Linked DNA regions of Zea mays: regions 2, 3 and 4 are each linked to region 1. The links are chromatin contacts, called in public Hi-C maps. All regions are on one chromosome and are shown on one strand. The core of a region is the stretch at or near the end of the contact, and the rest is flanking DNA. Distances in the headings are between cores, read along the strand shown. Region 1 holds the start of LOC100191328 (delta-12 fatty acid desaturaseFAD2). Region 2 holds the start of LOC100278506. Region 3 holds the start of LOC100193276. Region 4 holds the start of LOC100280772 (protein translocase/ protein transporter).

Region 1 (2,700 bases), core at 198-2,697:
CAACTGCACCCAGATCTGCTGGTCCACGCCTCTCGACACTTGTCCGAGTTATTCTACGGCTGGATAATCGTGTCGAAAAATATCTGTGCACCGGTGTTGCATGCCATCATGTGGGGCCTAGAATTCGGTGCCGGGCTTGCAGGCTGCGACCCCCGCGGCGTCTTGTACCGTTGCGCAGACACAGCTGCAGAGCCCTGACATGCCGCCGGCCCATGCCGAAGGTGAGGCGGAGTAGGTGAAATCTTTTTCTGTCTCGGTTTTTGACTGTACGTGGCCACGTGGGAGGAGACAGTCGCCACCGTCCAAAATCCCAAGGCATCGGACGGTAGCGCGTCGTTCATCACGATGCCGTTTTCTAGGTCAAGCAGACAAGACCCACGGAACGAGCTCCCCATCCCCGCTGCCGCCGCCGGCGGCGGCGGCTTCCTGCCCTCGACCTCGAGCGTGTGATGACTGGGATTGAAAGGAACGCGCTCTATTTTTTTCTATCCAAATTCCTAGAAAAGCATATACGGTTTCCCATCTGGACAAGTAGATATTTTTTTATGTGTGACCAAAGCAGAACGAGTTGCTTCCTAGACACAGCAATTGCTGGAGCTAAAAGGTCAGTCAATTCTTGGGTGCAATTGTCGCCAACTCCGTGCTTAGCTAATAGTACCAGTAAAAAAAATTAGAAGCTAGAACAACGGAGCAGTTGGCCATCATGGGGAGGGCGCAGGCGCAGCGATGGCTGTCATGGAGGGACCGAACGCCTAAAGAAAGAGGCTAGGCCTGTAAAGGTTGCAGCTTTTACCCACAAGATTGACGGGAGCTGCGAAAAGTTCGTGGCCAAAAGTGGCATGTCATGTTCCCGAAACGAGTGGGCAGGAGGGGGCAGAGATCATGGATCCATTGCACGGGCAAAATATCTGATCGGCACCACTCGCTGAATCCTACAGATCTGATGAGATGGGAAACAAGCGCGCTTTGCCAGGACTAATCTGGGCAAATCCACATCGGCAGCGCAAGGCCTCTGCGGATGCCCGCCGGTGAGATCGATGTCAAGCTCGACCGGCGGGGGCTACGGCGAGTTCGGCCGCATCCCATTACTTTCTCCCAGACCCAACGCTACGGATCGACGACACGAGCTCGGCCGGACCCGCCCCGCCGGCGACGGCCGGTCACGAGCCCGCTACGGCGAACTGTCACCCTGCTGCCGAGCTCAGCAACCCAAAACCGAAACTCCGGTCGATTCCTCATCAATCCATTCAGAACAATCTATGAAACACTGGCAGGGGGGATCATCCAGAATAGAGGAAGGCTAATGCGGGTACCTGAGACTGAGGAGGTCGTAACAGCTGCGTCGGGGCAGAGCAGATCGGGCGGACACCGCGCCTCACCTCTCTCTCCCCTTTTCTCCTGTCCCGGAGAGAAAAACGAGCGGTGGTGTCTGCAGGATTTGCAGGGAGGAGGAGGGAGCCTGGCCGCCTCCGATTCCGCCGGGGAGAGGCGCTATTTAAAAGCGGGCGCGGCCTCCCTGGCGCGTGGGCCCGAGGGGCAGATGGGACGCACTAACCACGTCGGCAACGGGAAATCTGGCCCCGTCCACGTGTATAACCCTGTTTGGCTACACCCCGGGAGGCGTGACCCAGATCGCGCGGCGCCGGCCGCGGGCCGTTCGTGGGCTCGTGGCTCACATCCAACGGACGGGGTCCCCTCGGGAAAACAGGGGGACATCGCCATATTTGAGTTCTCTTTTGAAACGATTGGTTCACAAAAGAAAACGCCGCTTGATTATCTTTATTTTTCATTCGAGATTTTATTTTAACTGGCAATAGTGTCCGCAACGAAACGTACACTCGTACAGCCTATCGAATTATTAACTAAGTAAATTGTGTGACTCGATGAACTATAAATTGTGTGACGTGCAGCCTATAAATAAATTTATTTTTTCACCATTCTAGTCACTTTTTATATTTTCCTGTTTGGATCTTTACCTCCTAAAATAACTAAACTTTATTTGCTTTTACTTTATAGCATGAAATCCAAACAGACCCTAGTCACCGGAAAATTTATCTATTTTGTCATTATTTAGAGGCGGGTGGTATATATAAGAAGTCATGTTAGTGACTCATGATTAAGGAATTTTTGTAAGTACGACGAAAAAAGCCCCCTAGTCACCCCACATATATCCAATTACCACTCATATATTAGAAATTTAAGCACAATATATATTCCACAATCGCATGGAAACTAGTCATATAATAATACTAGTCGTTATTCATGCATTGTCATGGTTTTTATATGTATCATATGACTATATGAGTAAACTTTGCTTTAATACGACACATGTGTGTGTTATATTGGTTAGATAGGTGTAAACGTGGAGCAACAATCAAGGTTCAAACCTCCATTTATATATAATTTTATTTTATTTTTGCATTAAGCAGGAAGGGTGACATGAGATGACCGTTGGAAGTGGTGCTTTATATAGAATAAGAATAGAGAAAGATATTTATAAGTTTAAACATTTTAAAAGTTGGTTATAATTTTAGTCTTCTATTTAAATGAACTAATGGGGTGTTTGAATGCACTAGAGCTAATAGTTAGTTGGCTAAAAAATTTATTAGTGAATTAGCTAGCTAACAAATAGATAACTAACTATTAGATAATTTGCTACGAATAGTTAATACATGAACTATTAGCTAGACTGTTTGGATG
Region 2 (2,700 bases), core at 96-2,595, 190 kb before region 1:
TAACCACCGTGCGGTATAACTTGTACTGTACGTTTTTATGTAGAGAGCTTGCAGTCTTGCACCACCCGGATGTGTTGTGAAGGTAGATTGGCTGTGGAGAAGCATTTGCTGAAAAAGCTCTACCTTAAAGCCTACTAGTCCGTACGATGCGGAGCCCAAACATGACAAAACGTTTCGGTAGCAGGCGGGGACAGACAAGTTTCATTGGCCCAGCGCCTCCTCCCCATGTTCTCATGTGGATCCTTCGGTGCGCCCGCAGCTGCCCAACTTTTTTTAAGTAAACGTTAATCAAATAAACAGATGCAGCTTCGGTTTATTCTTTTTCTCAACCTATCTCCGGCATATTATGCATATGATCACATAAAACACCGTTTCACAATGTAGCCTGCAATGTTGCAGGGTGAATTTTAAAATATGAGATGAGATGTGAGATAAGATGAATAGGCTGCTGGAGACAGCCTTATAACTGCATCCTTCAAAAAAAGAAAGATACATCCATGCCTCATTGTTTGTTCGTTTTAAAAGTGGATTGAAGAAGATTAGATACGATTAAATGTCTTTTAGTTAAAATTAAATAGAAAATGATTTAGTGCCACTCAATCCTCTATCCCCCCGCAAAGATGCAACCGAACAAGGTAGGTCTCGTGAAGAAGTGAAAAAAAACTCACCCGTCACCATTCCACTCTATAGAAGGACGCTACCTATCTTTATCTCTATATTTAAACTGTAATCTGCGAACAAACAGTGTTTTGCACGACGATAAGCTGTTCGATGCAGTCTAACAATTTAAAGCTCATGTTGTTTGAGATGATTTTCAAAATTGTGCCTGTACAGTAGTAATGGATGATTCATTTTTAGGAGAAAATTGAGCAGCAATGCTGAGATAAAAGCGCAGTTTTAAAAATCCCCCAAATAATCAGACAGAGGGCAGCTGTTGACATGAGTTGGTGGCATGAGCTGCTGAAGCTGAACCAACCTACACAGGACCGGACAGCACACCACTTGGTGGACGTCAAAAGCTGCTGCCAGGTGGCCGTATCGAGGCCTGCACCGCACCAGCAGCTGCCGCCACCCATCATTTTTGCCAACACGGCTCCAGTGTGTCTGAGCTGCCTGACTTGGAGGAGTCGCAGGAAGGCAAAAAAAAAAAAGGGGTTTTGGTAATTCATCATTCACGTCGCCTCGCGTTATAGCACGTTCTTGTGTTCACAAAAAAGCTACGAGGAACTTTCAACTGCACACCTCGTTGGTGTCCCCCTCATGCATGAATAAAGCCAGCCTGTCCAGGCGGAGGCAAGCTGCTGTGGCTGCGGCACAAACACCGCGCCAGCACAACGCATACGCATACCTCACCTTCCTTTCCTCCTCCCGTCCTCCATCAAAAGAAGGCAGGGAAAGATCTGATCTGGGGGGTGAGAGAGCAGGAGGAGAAAGCCAAGCCATTGCCCTCCCCTCTTGAAGGCTTGGAGCTTGGTTCTACATCCTCTTCTCTTCCCCTCCGTCTCTCTCTCTCTCTCTCTATTTGGTTTGCTTGCTTGCCTCTACTAGACTCTAGTCGTCGGGTCCGGCCATGGCCACCATCCTGGAGAACATCCAGAAGGCGAGGTTCCTGCCGACCAGGCCGCTCAAGGACGAGCTGCCCACCTTCCAGGGCGGCGGCAAGAGCAAGGAGGAGAGCCACCTCATGGGCCTGAGGAAGCGGCTGTCCAGCTTCTCCGGCAAGATCCAGCCCATCTCCTCCGCGTCGGCCGCCGAGTGGGCGTTCCGCCGCTCCAAGTCGGCGCCCTCCCTCGGCGCCGCCTTCGCCGCGGGGGGCGGCTCCCTGAGGCAGTGGTGGCAGTGGGGCGTCGGCTGGCTCCTGTCCAAGAAGCCCGGGTTCGCGGGCGACCTCGAGATGAACGAGGAGGAGGTCGCCGCGCTGGGCCGCCAGAGCAGGGGCACCTGGGCCCACATCCTGTTCAAGATGCGGTCCGGCGTCCGCCGCCTCGTCGCGTCCGCGCACTCGCTCCCCACCACGCACAAGCAGCAGTCCCTGCCGTCGTCGTCGGCCGCGGCGGCGCACAGCGTCCAGTGCAAGCCGGCGGCGTCGTTCGCCTACGCGCAGCGGCAGAGCTTCCACCACACCGGCCACGCCATGGCGCACTAGGCAGCGTCTCGCGGTTGCCGGTGCCGTCTGCGGCCGGTCTCCTCCAGATCCAGGGATGGAGAGCGCTGAGAGGCGCGGGAAGAAGAAGATTCAGGTTACAGGTGCGTGAGATCGACGGTGAAGATGTCGTTGAATTGATGATGAATGAAATGGAATGTAGGATTACCGTTCTGTGATCTGTGTAGATCTAGTGCCCCTGTAGAGGTGAACAAGTGTTATACTACATGCCCGTTCTTTCTTTATATTATTCTTTTGGGTTCGTTCTTTGGACGATGTAAATGTAAAATGTTTTGTTGATCTTGTACTGTTAAATAAAACTGATGCAAATTGTGCCCCTCGGTTCTTGAGTAGTCTCAGGCTCTCAGCCAGATCTGATGTGTCTTTTCATCGGCTGCCCTGCCCAGCGAACCTGTAACATTCTGCCAGCATGTATGGGTGTCGGTGCACGCGTTTCCTGGAAGCCTGTACTACTCCTGGTCAATGCGACGCAAAAACAGCTGGAAAAATTCACAAGATACCTGTCAACTTGGGAAGCAACTATTCTCAAACGAGAG
Region 3 (2,700 bases), core at 44-2,543, 140 kb after region 1:
CAGTGTGGACCCGTTTGCAGCTGTGTACAGACCACCCATGTTAGAGCAACTCCAATAGTTATGTATAATTATACTACCTAAATCTTAGATTTAGCAAGTCCTTAAATAATATAGGAAACAAAAAAATCATCTCCTCCAACAGTTCTCTATATATTACTTTCTAAATATGTTAAAATTTAACATGTCACCTATTTGAGTGGGACCATCATCGATGACATATTCAACTTGGTGAGTTGTGTTGACCTTTTGATTTATGGTTGCAATTATTTATTTGTTTATTTCCAACATGTGCACGTGCGGCTATTGTATCGGCAATTATTTAATCTCTAGATGACTATTGTTGTCCGACGCATGGGCTCTGTTAATATATCTTTACTACAAAGTGAAAAAGGCAGCGAAATACAAAAATTACCGTCATTTTTTTTAGGGAGTTGGTAAATGGTTGCTAAATATAGAGAGAAAATAAGGTTAGATGAGGAGTATCTAAATTTATGAAGTTTATTTAGAGAACTATTGGAGAGGAGATTTTAGATTAGTTACCTAAATTATTGATTTAAGGAGTCTTTCAGAGAACTATTAGAGTTGCTCTTAGGCTGGCCGCAGTCGGATACTGGAAAAGGAACGCTATCCATATCAAGTGATGTATGCAGTAAAAACTCAGTGCAGCGAGCCGCTCTATCGTCTACTCTAAAGCAGAGAGAGCACGTGAACGCTATTTTCAGGGTTCCTAGCCGTGCAACTGGACAGGCCAGAGGTGGGTCCCGAGGTGGGGCCGGAGGCGGGCAAGGGAGGCTGCTCAGGAGAGAGAAATAATAGAATATATGGTAGAAATAATATTATATATGATAATTGGTATAGGGTTGAGATATAGAGTAAACATGAGTGCGGAGGATTGTGGTATAGAGTAAAAAATTTTGCTGATCAGGACAGAATATTCTTTTTAGAGTAGAAATTTAGAGTAGTATGAGTGCGGATAGCCTTAGGCCTTAGCACGCTATCCTACGCTAAAAAGTTTTTAGTCCTGATGCAACCGAGGCCCTTATGTCGTTTGTTTTATGACAGGGTCCCAGGCCCGTATAGCTCGGCTGCGGGACTGCTTCAGATGCAGCGACGAGCCTGCCACTGGCCCTACATGGCCAGCCAGAACTTGGGTCCGCGGCTCCGCGCATCCATACATAAAAGAGGCCCAACATTCATACATAAACAGGCCCATGTAAATGCACTGACAACATGGGCTAGCGGCCCATACAACAATAACTGCGCCAACTACTCGCACCCACCAGAAACCTACCCGACCAGACCCGAACAAAGCAGAGCAGCGGACAGATCAAATCAGGACAGGCATGCTGAACTAGGCGAGGTGGACTGGGCGAGCGAGCGAGATGGAGTGGACGACGGTGGAGACGAGGGACGGCGCGAAGCTGAGCGTGCGGCTGTTCAAGCCCCCCGCGTCCGGAACGGGGTTGGAGCCGGAGCCGAGGGAGGATGTGGCGGTGGTGCTGGTGCATCCCTACACCATCCTCGGCGGCGTGCAGGGCCTGCTGCGGGGGATGGCGGAGGGCGTCGCGCGGCGGGGTTACACCGCCGTCACCTTCGACATGCGCGGCGCGGGCCGGTCCACGGGGCGGGCGTCGCTCACGGGCTCCACCGAAGTCGGGGACGTCGTCGCCGTCTGCCGATGGGTCGCAGAGAACATCAAGCCGCGCGGCATCCTCCTCGTCGGATCCTCAGCTGGTAGACTCCATTTTTTCGCCTCTCCCCAATGAGGCGAAACCCTGTCGCGACCCGTACCTTTTTTTTTCAGTTCATGAAGCGTGAAACCGTCGCACAGTCAGACTGCTGCGGTAATCAAGTCAAAATGATCGAACAGTTTCGCTTTTCTGAAGCTCTCTTTGGTCAAATTTAATTGTACAAATTACAATTCTCTCCGCAGTCATTCGGGCCTGTAAGCAAATAGTAGCTGTTGATGTATGTGTTGAATACAAATAGGAAGCTCAGACGTTTGTCCTCATGGAATTTCTGCGTTTCAGTCTGTACACTCCAAATTTGTATCTGTAATCAGCAGATGGGCATTGATATTTCATCTAGTTTTATTTAGGGACCTAAATTTCTGTCAGATATCCTTAAGAAAATATAGTGGCAAAAGGTTTATTGTTAAGTAATCTACACAGCTTTCAGCAAACCCTCCCAGAAATGCAAAGTAGTTTTGGATGTCTGCTTCCTGTATGGCTGCAATTGTCAGTGAGCTAGTTGAGGAAGATGAAGTTTGTTTAGTTTGCATCGAAGAATTAAGATGTGGTATTCTGCATACAAGTCTTCTCCTGTCTTTATGAAGCTGATGTGTTGTGTTTAGGCATGTATCTAACAATAATTCCTTGATGCAGGGGCACCAATTGCCGGATCTGCAGTTGATAAAGTGGATGAAGTGATTGGTTACGTTAGCATCGGGTACCCCTTTGGTCTGATGGCCTCAGTCCTATTCGGAAGGCATAATGATGCTATACTCAAGTCTGAAAAACCAAAGCTTTTCATCATGGGGACCAAAGATGGCTTCACCAGTGTGAAACAACTGCAAAACAAGCTCAAATCTGCAGCTGGACGGGCTGATACACACTTGATTGAAGGAGCTGGGCACTTCCAAATGGAGGGCCCTGCTTTTGATGCCCAGATGGTAGAAATTATTATTAAATTCATTAATTC
Region 4 (2,700 bases), core at 122-2,621, 180 kb after region 1:
TCAAATACAAGTTCTTTTACAATCCTCCAACGAGACAACGACACATAGGTCAACTTTATTTCACAATACTCACATGTTCAGCTCGAGTCATAGTGATAGTACTCAGGCATGTTGGAAGGATCGTGATATTGTTCCAATCCGTCATAGTGATAGTGACAGGTCTATACAAAAGATATGAGATACATTAGCGAGAAAACAAAAACGACAGATAAATACTTATACACAAAGCAAAAAAAACATACATGTATGTGTGTTTGGTGTTTGTGTATTGCATGTGCACCTCACCAAGTGTTGGACTTTTCTCCTGATTAGCAAATCTTAGGAACACATAAAGAAGAACTGGAGCTAAAAGTTCTAGATTGGATCTTGTCCAGACGAATAGTTAGAGAAATGAAGCTACTTGATCTACGGATTCCATCTTGGATAGGAAATGAAACCAAAATTGACCACTAAATACCTAAACTTGACTTGAGATACGGGTTTCATCTTCATATATAGCATATAACAGTAAACAAGACTAATATGCCTAAATTGACCGCTAAATGTCTAAAGTGGAAGTCAATCTTAACATTAAATCCGGTTTTCCGGCAAAAAATGGTGGTTTACCGGTCTAAAATAACGGTTTACCGGTCCAAAAAACGGTTTACCGGCGGTTTTCAGGGTTTATGATTTTTTTAAAATTTTTTGAATTAGAACAAATTTTAAAAAACGGTGGTTATCTGAAACTGTATCAAGGCGGTTTCGATAAACCGACCGGTACCGAGCAGGGAGCTGGATTGAAGAACAAGAAGAACAAGAGAACAACATGAAGCTGGCAGGGTAGGTTTCGTAATTCAGGCTTGTTTGGATGCTGCCTGCCAGGCAATAGCCAGCTACCCATCCATGCAGGGTTCCGGATCCTGGTTCCTGACTCAGTCCAACGAAACTGTGCGTCTGGGGGTTGGGGTTGCTTGCCAGACAGAATCCGAGTACTTGAAGAAAACAGGCTAACTTCTGTTGTACATGGCTACATGCTGAACCCCCATCCAGATCAAAGATCTCTATATTAAAGATGCCTAATAGCTGCAACTTATAAATTGGAACCGAGTGAGTGATTAATTAATTAGTTGAATCTGGATGTACTTTTTTTAAAAAAAAATTGGATGTACATGTGCTAGTCTGCTACGTACTCGCTACTCTGCGTCTGAATTTCTAACGTGATCCTTTTGTAAGGCCCACGTAGACAGACCAGGCTTTTCCGCAGCAGCGAAGCAGCCCACGCGCAAAACAGGCCCGGAACCCGGCACCGACGCCGCCGCGACCGGGCTCCCCACTCCTACGGCGCTGCTCCTCTTCCTGTGTCTCTCTCGTCTCCCAACGACGCGATTGGCGATTCCATTTCTACCCCGAGACCTCCAGCCGTCCGCCCCTGAACCCTCAGCCTTCTCCGTCCCGCCTCGGCACTCGACGGCCGCCGGCACACACCGCGCAGTCTCGAGACAGGTAACCCGCTCCCCTCTCCGCTGAACTCCTCTCCCAACAAGGGGCCAGCCTCACCCCCAACGCCCATCTAAGCCAAGTGCACGGTGCTGCTAGATCCCGATCTCGTTCTGCCAACCGCCGAGGGAGGGTTGCGCTCGCCGGATCCCGCCCGAGTCACGTGCGGCTTTGATTCGCTGCACCTGTCGTGCAGGAACCGGAGGAACGAGGATGGAGGATGACTCGCCGCTGACGAAGACGATGAAGGGTGCGGTGACAGGACTCGCCGCGGGGACCATCTGGGGCACCGTCGTCGCCACCTGGTACGACGTGCCCCGTGTGGAGCGCCACGTCGCGCTCCCTGGCCTTATCCGGACGCTCAAGATGTGCGGCACCTACGGGGCCACCTTCGCCACCATCGGGGGCCTCTACATCGGCGTCGAGCAGCTCGTGCAGAGCCAGCGCAAGAAGCGCGACTTCGTCAACGGGGCCGTCGGCGCGTTCGTTGCCGGAGCCTCTGTCTGCGGCTACAGAGGTTAGAAACTCGAACCCTTTCTAACAAGGGAACAAATGCACCTGGGAAGCCTTGGCTTTAGTTTCTGGTCGCTTCTGATGCCCTAAATTTCTTACTTATTGATGATACTGGCATGCAGACATGTAGAGGTTAACTGGGAAGTGGGAATTGAGATTGTTACTCACTGCCATATATTTGACATGATGTGATGGTATAAGTCAGCTAGGTTATGGGTGATTGTTGGGTCTAATTAGTGAAGCTTGAGCTCAAATCATAAAGGAGTAGTTCTGGGTTTTGGGATCAAATTGATGCATAGTTTAGTTGTATCTTTTTCTGAGTCACTGGAAATGTTGTTTATTCATGTCACTGAATAGGCATAACCCTTGTAGCAATTAAAAGAAAGCTCTTGTACCATTGTACATTGCTTTGTCAATAGTCCCATGAACATAACGTCCATAGTTAACAGTTTTTTGTTAGCTTGCACATTGTGTCTGTAGATCAGTGCACACATTGTGTCGGTAAATTGCAAAGAGAAATATGTGATTTGAAATTATTACTCTTTGGGTGTCTGGAGCATTTTGGATTGGTTCACCCTAAATATGGATGACGGCATAGTTTGTGCTCCTATATCTAGTGACTTCTGGTGACTACACAGTAAGAGTTATTGTGTGGACAGATACGGGTCAAACAGTTGTTTCATAATATTCGCTCCATTGTCCAATTTGTGT

What was found. A called contact is a pair of places that touch in the nucleus more often than the background predicts.
Region 2: a Hi-C map of bundle sheath shows a contact between it and region 1, with 4 times the contacts expected there. The contact joins the promoter of LOC100278506 here to the promoter of LOC100191328 in region 1. A contact is called at or near these places in 6 of 25 Hi-C or Micro-C datasets (bundle sheath, ear, endosperm and 1 more).
Region 3: a Hi-C map of endosperm shows a contact between it and region 1, with 3 times the contacts expected there. The contact joins the promoter of LOC100193276 here to the promoter of LOC100191328 in region 1. A contact is called at or near these places in 4 of 25 Hi-C or Micro-C datasets (bundle sheath, endosperm and leaf).
Region 4: a contact with region 1 is called in a Hi-C map of leaf mesophyll, with 1.8 times the contacts expected there. The contact joins the promoter of LOC100280772 here to the promoter of LOC100191328 in region 1. A contact is called at or near these places in 2 of 25 Hi-C or Micro-C datasets (leaf and leaf mesophyll).

Annotation. Positions count from the first base shown.
Region 1 is chr5:211,064,999-211,067,698 of Zm-B73-REFERENCE-NAM-5.0, forward strand. LOC100191328 (delta-12 fatty acid desaturaseFAD2) reads right to left here and starts at 1,448. Exons shown (of 2, transcript NM_001136762.1): 1 at 1,314-1,448.
Region 2 is chr5:210,872,593-210,875,292 of Zm-B73-REFERENCE-NAM-5.0, forward strand. LOC100278506 reads left to right here and starts at 1,346. Exons shown (of 1, transcript NM_001151762.2): 1 at 1,346-2,442. The coding sequence starts at 1,571. The coding sequence ends at 2,146.
Region 3 is chr5:211,203,445-211,206,144 of Zm-B73-REFERENCE-NAM-5.0, forward strand. LOC100193276 reads left to right here and starts at 1,294. Exons shown (of 2, transcript NM_001352183.1): 1 at 1,294-1,734; 2 at 2,385-2,700. The coding sequence starts at 1,383.
Region 4 is chr5:211,245,848-211,248,547 of Zm-B73-REFERENCE-NAM-5.0, forward strand. LOC100280772 (protein translocase/ protein transporter) reads left to right here and starts at 1,372. Exons shown (of 3, transcript NM_001153694.1): 1 at 1,372-1,482; 2 at 1,576-1,993. The coding sequence starts at 1,690.